Linked DNA regions of Gossypium hirsutum: all the other regions are linked to region 1. A link is a contact called in public Hi-C data. All regions are on one chromosome and are shown on one strand. Each heading gives the region's core, a stretch centred on a gene start, on an enhancer-like site or on the middle of the called end of the contact. The rest is flanking DNA. Distances are from core to core; before and after follow the strand shown.

Region 1 (2,891 bases), core at 272-2,771:
TTATAAACAGGTAAATTGTTAATGGGTACAAGAGGTAGTAGTAGATGATCTTTACCAGCATCATCTTCTGCTACTATTTTGGTTTCATTAGAGAAACCATACTGTTGTTCATCGTTTTCCTCGAAAACCACCCATTTGTCTGTAATTATCGTCCTCAAAGTTCCCCTTGTGTATTCTTCCACAACTGCTGTCATTTCCATTTGGTTCATTTCCTCGAAACCCTCCTTGTAATTGATCGTCTTCTCTGGAACTGAAACCCCATTCATTATCCTCTCAAGTTCTTCAACGTCTTCATCAGGGATCCGAGTAACGGTGGGGAGTTCGGTGGCGTTTAGGACGCCATATTCCTTGCAGAACTCGAAGAAGAGAGAAAGCTCTTCACTCTGTTTCATTGCCTTTTGAAGAACCCTAAGCGCCATTGCCGCTTCATGTTTGCTTACGGAATATATTTTCAACAAAATCTTGGCAATCTCGTTGCAGATTATACCGTAAACATCGTATATCTCAATGATCACACAATCCATGGCTTCCATAATCAGCCTAACCTTCATATTCTCCGCTCGAGGCCTAATTTGAAGCAACAAATCAAGCAAAGATTGCCATTTCTCCAATTTCAAAAGCTGTTGCACCAACAACAAACGCTCCTCGACTTTGTTGTTGTTGTTCTGATTATCTTGCTCTAAAAAAATGGCAGCTCTTTGATCTAGAAACGCAAAGTACTCACGGATGATACTATTGAAACCCCAGGTTTTGCTGGGCTTGGAATGTCCATCGCTGAAAGTGGAAAGATCAAAGGGTAAACGCTGCATCATTTGAACCACTGGTGCCTTACAATGGAAAATGCCATGCATGAGCATCAACCCTTTAATGGCCACCACCCAACTCCGAGTCTTCTCCATCCTCCTAGACAAGGCCCATATAAGAGGACCTAGGCTAACGGGCGACGCTCGAATCCACGAAAACACAACCTGCGCACTCCTTTTATCAATGTGTAATTCATCGTGACTTGTGGCCTTTATAATGGCAGCCTCAAGTTCAGGGTTCCTAAAGGAATTCCTTCTGGAAATATAGACCACCACTATGCTGTTCTTATCTTTGACAGCACCAACGGCCCTCTTCCATAGCTTCATGTTTCTTCGACCTCAACCCTCCGTCGCCCTTACAAAGCAGCGGGTTTGTCAGAGGTGGTCCTGAAGCCCCTCTTTTTGTTTTTGTTTTTTTCTTAATACAAAATTTTGCTTCAACAAACCCAAAACCGACGGCCTACGACTGGATAGAAAACTAAGCTGTGATTTAGCCATGTCTGCCTGTATTTGCCATTTGTTAGCATATATCTTCGGACAAGTTTATAGTTGTTTCTCTTTACGCATTTCTATTTTGGGAACAAATGGCTAATTTCATAGACTATGATTAGATGTTAAAAAATAAAAATAAAAATCACTTGCATGTGAATTATCTGGTTGGAACTTGCTAAACTCGGTGTTGTACAAAAAAAAAAAAAAGGAAGTTAAATTTCAACTGTGTATACATGAATTATGAAATTGGTGAAGTGGTGTTAAAAATGCTTACTTGACATAAGAAATTTTGAACAAACATGGATGATAATATAATGATGATCATACTAGAGTACATGTATATACATTGCAAACATACATTCAAGCATGTACACGTACATTCAAGCAAAAAAATCCAGTAATACTACTACTATCAATATTATCAGTACATGTAACACCACACAAAAACAAGTTAAACACAATTTTCAAACTGGTTTCTTCTTTTCTCCCTCTCCGCAATGGCAAATAACATCATTTCCATGCGAACACCCACAAAAGTCAGTCACCTGTCCGACTCCTACCAATTCACAATCCGTACACTAATCTATCCATACCCTTTCTTTCGTATATTCACAACACACGGTTCTGCTGCTATTAATCCAGTCTACACTTATTGCAACTATATGATCCTATCCTCTTCCTGTGATTGAACAAAAATTGTTTTAAGCGTGTGAACAACATTAACAGAAGAGGTTCAATGGCGTAGGCAAAACATACCACTTCTGGATTTCTAAACTTCAGCTATGTGGTGGAGACCCGAGCTCCGAATCACATACTGAAGTGTATGTAGATACTGTATCTTCCTTTGATATGGCCACAAAGTTTATAGGTGCTGTAGACAACCTTCTCATTTCCTTGAAGTAGCCATTTTGACGCCCCAAATATGAACGTGGTGTAAGTAGCTCGGGAGTTGCTCCACCCACCGAGTTCCGACGAGGTGTACTGGGAGTCATGGATCCATTTCCATTTGCTCGATAACCATTTGTCTTTCTGAAGCTGTTACTTTTCCTTGGACTAGGTTTTGACCCATAAATGGCTTCTCTCTCTGTCAGGAGCAGATCTTGAATCTTCTTTTGGTCCTGCAAAATGGAATAGAAAAGATATTGTTTTTATGCATGTATAAGTCGTAGAGATCAATGCACACATTCAATATATGGCCTGCTTGGAAATGCCATTCATCATATAAAAAGTCGCTTTAAGCAAGTTGAAAAGGAGATGAGAAAAGAAAGGAAAATGGACAAGGTACCAAAGGGCTAAAAGGTTCAGATAACTCGGCAATAATATTTGCAGAAGCAAAAAACATATTAAAATTACCCTGCATCTCTTCTTTTCCTCCTCTCTTTGTTTCCTTGTCAGCTTGTAGTCCTCCAGTATCGACACCAGTCGCTCCTATATGCATACAAGTATGTCATGTTTAGGAACAAGCTTATTCAGAAACAATTCCAAACGACAATGATTGTGCAAGTTTACAGAACTACTGACCCCATCATATAGAAACAATGCCCTTTTTTCTTCTTCCCAAGCTAACGTTCTGTTGATCAGATTATCCACAATTGC
Region 2 (3,102 bases), core at 333-2,832, 140 kb before region 1:
TTCTTCCCAAATTGGGGTTGTTGACATCACAGCCAACTTCCCGGGGGGAGGGGGCGTCGTAAAAATTAAAATTCTTAAAATTTTGAGAATCAAACACCTTGGGAACTAAGAAATCTTTCATGTTTTGGGTCAAACACCCTCCAAAATCAAGTAAAGCTTAGCATATATAAATTGTAAACATGAAAATAAATGATCATCGTTCTTGATATCATAGCTGTGCCTCAAGCTCGGCGCTGGGCTCGATAAATGTACCGATGGAGTTAAATTTGCACTGGGGAAGACCTCTGATCTTCTCCAATTCTTCTACACTCAATGACCAATCAAATATTTCAAGGTTCTCCTCCATTCTCTTCTTGTTGAAGCTCTTTGCTATCACACTTGCCCCTTGCTCGTACACCCATCTTAGACAAATCTGCCATCTCTATTTATGTCAACCAACACTATTTATCTAATATATACTCGTATTGTGTATTTAAAAAAAAAATCATTTCCAACCACTGAAAATACAAGGAAAAGGGAAAAGTCCACCTGGGCAATTGTTTTCCCTTTGGCCTCGGCAATCTCTTTCAAAGCATGACAGTCGAAAATCCTGTTATCTCCCCACAACGTGCCTTTTGAGCCCAGAGGGGAATGAGCTGAAACATGAATACCCTTTGCCTTGCAGTACTCATTCAGCTCCTTTTGCTGCCAAAGTGGGTTCATCTCCACCTTTTAAACAAATTAAACAATTTATAATATCATATCCTGGTATCCATGTGTCACGCTTGGGTATTTGAAGAAAAATGAAGAGTCAATTGCTCACCTGGTTGACGGCGGGAGGGATTTTGGCAAAGGAAAGGATTTCTTCAAGCTTTCTCGAAGAGAAGTTAGAGACACCAATGGCTTTGGTGAGACCCAGAAGTTGACACTCTTCCATGGCACTCCAAACTGATTTGATATCAATAACAGATACTTCTTCTTTGGGAACCGGCAAACGACTCACCTCTTTGCTGAACTTTAGTGGCCAATGTATGAGATAAAGATCAAGATATTCTAGCTGAAGATTCCTGCAACACTCGTAAAATTATATATATATGTGAATAATAATAAAAAAGTGATTTGAAGGTTCAATTTATGGAGTTGTGCAAGGGTAAAAGTAAAACTACTACTCGAGACTCATTTTGATGGCGGGAATGACCAAGTCTGGCTCAGCATAAGTGCACCATAGTTTGGAAGTGATAAAGAGTTCATTCCGGGACTTGATGAGGCCAATGTTCAAGGCCTCAGCGATTGCTGCTCCAAGTGGCTGCTCAGACCCATATATGAAAGCTGTATCAAAGTGGCGATACCCAGCTCTGATTGCCTCAACAATGGCTGATTTTAGGGTCCCTGCATCAACTGGTGGATACGAGGCTGTCCCCATGCCTATCACTGGCATGGTTAGTCCGCTAAAGGAGGAGACGACTGGAACGATTGGAACTTTATTCTCCATAATTTTTAGTTTAAGATTACACTGTAAAGCTTAATGATTGAAAATCATCGCCTAAATAATGTCCTAATCGCACTGCATAATTACAGGATTTGCGGTATACACCGTTGATTTATGGGCTTAATTAAGGTATTGGTGTAACAATTTGTCTGGTGCAACCAACATCATCTGCTTCGTTCATTACGCGGAGCATTACCTTTGATGGACAATTAGGTTGGGGTCCATGTCTCCCTTTTCAACTTTGCTTTTGGAATTAAACAAGTGTCATTTCTAGCAAACTTTTATTACTCCTACTCAATGGGGAACTGCACATCAAAGAAATACAGCCATGCCTGCCTCTGTTTTTTCTTCTGAAGTTATTAGGTAAATTAGAGATTATTTGTGGACAAAACAATCAAGTAAATTTAAGCTACAAAAGTACAATCAAACCGATATCTACTATAACCATCCTTGTTGCCCTGGGGTTATGGACCGAGTCAACCCATTCTTCACCCGCCAATTTCCTTTGATTGATAAACCTTTAGTTTTAAAATTAGATTGTATTACTCTCTCCGCTGAATTAGTAGCCTAAAATATTTATTTTGATGTTTTATATATTTTTTATTATTTTTATTCAATTCTACCCATACTTTTGTTTGGAGTAATTTCGTTTTAATTAAAATATTTTTTTTTTCAAATTTCAATAAAGAATTATAATTTTAAAAAAAAATAGAAATGCAAAAGAATACTTCAAAGGTAAAAAATAAATGAATGAAAAGGGCTAGAAGCTACATGAATGAAATTGTTGTTTTTTAGGGGTACTTAATGAACTTGTTAGAAGATTATGCCTCAAGTCTTTTCGGTTCGATTTTAGTTTCACTTTAGTTTTTTTTAATAATTAAACTAAATCCATTAACTAATTTCTAATGATTTATATTTCGCGAGTTATTCAGTTCTTCCAAAAGTGTTTGATATTTTAAATTTTTTTAATAATGTTTTAAGTTCATTTTTCATCTCTTTAACATAATTTCTAATAGAATAAAGAAAGTCATTAGTACCTACAATTAGGGTACGTTTGGTTCGCTGTATTGGATTAGAGGTGTATTGGATTAGAGGTGTAATAGCAAATCAACTGTTTGGTTGAATGTAATGGAATAGAGGCGTAATAGTAATCTTGTGTTTGGTTGAATGGAATAGAGGTGTAATAGCATAATGGAAAAAACTAAAATGACTAGAATACCCTTACCATAAATTTGTTTTGGTAAATGATTATTGTTATTGTTATTTAAATTTTAATAAGATTATTATTATCAATAATAAATAATTTAATCATATTTAAACATAATTATTATTAGATATATTATAATTAAAATATAGAATTTAATAAAATTCTTAATAATCAATATTCTTATATGAATTTACTCAAATAATAATATATGATACTATAAAATATAAATTAACATAATTATTATTAAATATATTATAATTAAAATATATAATTTAATAAAATTCTTAATAATTAATATTCTTATATGAATTTACTCAAATCATAATTATGATACTATAAAAGATAATTTGAAATAATTAATATTAAATATATTTTAATTAAAATATATGATTTAATAAAATTTAAAATAATTATAACTAATAAATTA
Region 3 (2,880 bases), core at 281-2,780, 200 kb before region 1:
TGGTAAAAGACCAAGTTATAAAGAACAGGAAATAAAAGCAACAAACTTGCAACAACCAAACAATTTAGTATGACCATATCTTGATCCTCGCGTATTGATCAATAAAAACGTTACAACCAGGAAACAGCAGTAAAAAATGCAATAGAAGTTGAAAAGGAATTCACTAACTATTAAAATACACATTACACCTATATAGAGAGAAATTATGACCTTGAGATTGTTTCTTGTGAACTTGAATGAGCCACCAATTCCAGTATCTTGGAATCATGTGCCAAGTTTTTTTCTTTTAATCAAGAATGAAATCATAATTCCAGTTAAGACCTTGTTTATGGCTATGCTATCTTGCTTACAAACTGAAATCAATTTTCACTGGTAAATGGTAAACTAACTTCCACTTAAAAGCCTTACAAAAAAAAATCCACTTAAAAGAGTTCAGATTCAGAAATGGAATATGGAATATAATATATATTAAGAAAATTATCCCATCCACCTGACGGGATTCTTAAACTCCACCAGCTGGATTGTATCCAGAATAGCTAAAACATTAAGAATGAATTCTTTTTTGACGTTGTAAATTTTTAACTTTAACAAGTAAAGCTGAGCACTACTATGGTCACTTTTTCTAAATATACTCTAGGATTATATATCACTTCAATAATGTATAATTTCTCAAAAATTAACGAAACAAAAGATACACTAATCAGTTTCGCTTGTGGAGTGGCATGTCTTAACCCTTTAAATTGCTTTTTTTTTTTTTTAATCTTTAAAGTGGCGTGTATATATAATAGAAATAATATATATATATTATGAGAAGAAGAATGAATTTTTGTGTAGTTTTTAGAATTAATAATAATAATAATAACAATAATAAGAGGGTAAACTCTTAACTCACCGAGTTAAGAAGGAAACTCCGGTCAGTGTATCAAAGTATCAAAGTCGAACTTATATCCGTATACTTAATTTGGTTTAGAAGATCAAAAATCGAAGTAATATTAGAAGAGAAAAGCAGATGGAAAGAAATGCCCAGAAATTAGAACTAATTTGCTGGCAAAACTAAAGAAGAAAAATCTTAGCTTAGATCTTGTGACTTACAATATTGACTTTAGATGAGTCAAGTTAATGATCTATTTTGGTGGCAAAGGGATTATAAAAACCAAATGAAGTTTGCATCAAAACAACGAAATTAACAAATTTTGATATATTGGAAATAGAAAAAAGAAAAAAAAAAAGTCAAAAATCCATGAAAGTCCAATGGACAATCCTACTTCTCCTGTGCTGCTAATTTAAATTTTCTTATGATAAATTAGAAGTGGGAAGAGGCGAACCGAGAGAGCCGAGACCAAGGCCAATGATGAGCAAAGCGACAGTGTAAGGAACTCTGGTGCCGCGAAGAAGATGCCTGGAAGCGATTCCTAATACCAAAGAAATCCCAACAAAGATGACCGCATCCACTGGCTCCGATTCACCGGAGCTAATTTCCTCTAGCATTCTCGAAGGTAACACGTATAGATACTCTTTCACTTCCTCCATGTTATTACAACTCAAATCACCTGCTTGCTATCTCCTTCTCATTTATTTATATAAAAATCACTTGAAACTTTATTAATATATATTATTCATGTAATTTACATTTTAGGTCATTAAATTTCGCCAAATTACATCAATCACTTTTATGTTTCGTCTTTTTGAGTCCATGGTTGTAATGCTACAGGAATACTGATAATCAGGTGAGGCAGAATAACTTTTTACAGCTAAAATAAAATTTTAATCTTTTATAATTTATATCTTTATAATTTTTAAAAAATAAATTTTTATAATTTTAAGGGAGTTAAAAGTAAATTTTCTTTTCTTTTAATTTAAACTTTTAAAATATTTTAAATAATAATTTTTTATTTTAAGAGAGGGACAGGCCGGTCCCTAGAATGGCCTCTGCTGATTATAATAGAATAAGATATTATTAATAGCTAATGCTTTAGATACCTACCTTATCATAATATCCAGATTCAACACATCCCCTCTCTAAAAACACTTCCCTGCCTTCTTCTGGTCCGATAAAAAGAAAAAGACGATTCCCCTCTCCTCTCTAAACGGAAAAAGTGGAGACAATGGCACCACCCTCTTAGCTGCTCTTAATTACCCCTACTAATGTCTCCATCCAGAAAATCAAAATTGGAAAATTTCTGATTTTTTTTAATTTTTCTTTTCAGTTTTATTTAATGGAAAAGTTTTTTTTTTTTGAAATTTCGATATTTCAAATCATTTTCTCTTTATTTTATTTTAACTTTTGAGCATGATTTGGATTTAAGGTTGATTCCTTTTATATTTGTAACTTATAAAGGAATAAAAAATATAGCAATCTATACATTATAAATATGTACTTATATAAAAGTTTGGGTAAATTATACAAATGATCAATTAATTATGTTCATATTTTTGTTATAGTTACTCCACTTTAAAAATTTTTAATATAGACATTAATGCTTGAATTTGTTTATGTTTTGGTCATCCGTCATTAAGTTGATAACGAAAGTCTTTTTCTAGCTAATATAATATTATATTTAATTCTCAATACTTATATATTCTATCAATTTGATCCTCAAATTTTTTAGCTAAAACTTTCGACTTTAAAAACAGAGACATGCCACATTAATAAAATTTTAAAGTTGGATGACCAAAAACAAGAATGCGGGTATAGTTAGGTGGCTATTTGCATAATTTACCCTAAAAATTTTGATAAAAAATTATTTAAAATCTTTTTAAAGAAACTTTATCTTTTTAGTAATGGCCCCTCCCAAAAAAACATTTCAACTCAAAATAAAATCACCAATCTTACCTAAACCATTCAACATTGAAAATGTTGAAAGTATTTACAGATTTCAA

Evidence for each region. A called contact is a pair of places that touch in the nucleus more often than the background predicts.
Region 2: a contact with region 1 is called in a Hi-C map of leaf, with 2.7 times the contacts expected there. The contact joins the promoter of LOC107909951 here to the promoter of LOC107909957 in region 1. A contact is called at or near these places in 10 of 34 Hi-C or Micro-C datasets (callus, fibers, hypocotyl and 2 more).
Region 3: a contact with region 1 is called in a Hi-C map of leaf, with 1.8 times the contacts expected there. The contact joins the promoter of LOC107909949 here to the promoter of LOC107909957 in region 1. A contact is called at or near these places in 5 of 34 Hi-C or Micro-C datasets (callus, leaf and petal).

Annotation. Positions count from the first base shown.
Region 1 is chrD02:50,585,287-50,588,177 of Gossypium_hirsutum_v2.1, reverse strand. LOC107909957 (putative clathrin assembly protein At1g25240) reads right to left here and starts at 1,521. Exons shown (of 3, transcript XM_016837672.2): 1 at 56-1,521. The coding sequence starts at 1,130. LOC107909955 (65-kDa microtubule-associated protein 6) reads right to left here. Exons shown (of 12, transcript XM_016837669.2): 9 at 2,817-2,890; 10 at 2,649-2,723; 11 at 2,052-2,413; 12 at 1,675-1,974. The coding sequence ends at 2,072.
Region 2 is chrD02:50,723,843-50,726,944 of Gossypium_hirsutum_v2.1, reverse strand. It overlaps LOC107909951 (D-galacturonate reductase), which reads right to left and starts at 1,582. Exons shown (of 4, transcript XM_016837661.2): 1 at 1,149-1,582; 2 at 803-1,046; 3 at 529-708; 4 at 1-412. The coding sequence starts at 1,471. The coding sequence ends at 209.
Region 3 is chrD02:50,786,311-50,789,190 of Gossypium_hirsutum_v2.1, reverse strand. It overlaps LOC107909949 (sodium/hydrogen exchanger 8-like), which reads right to left and starts at 1,530. Exons shown (of 23, transcript NM_001327028.1): 1 at 1,326-1,530. The coding sequence starts at 1,530.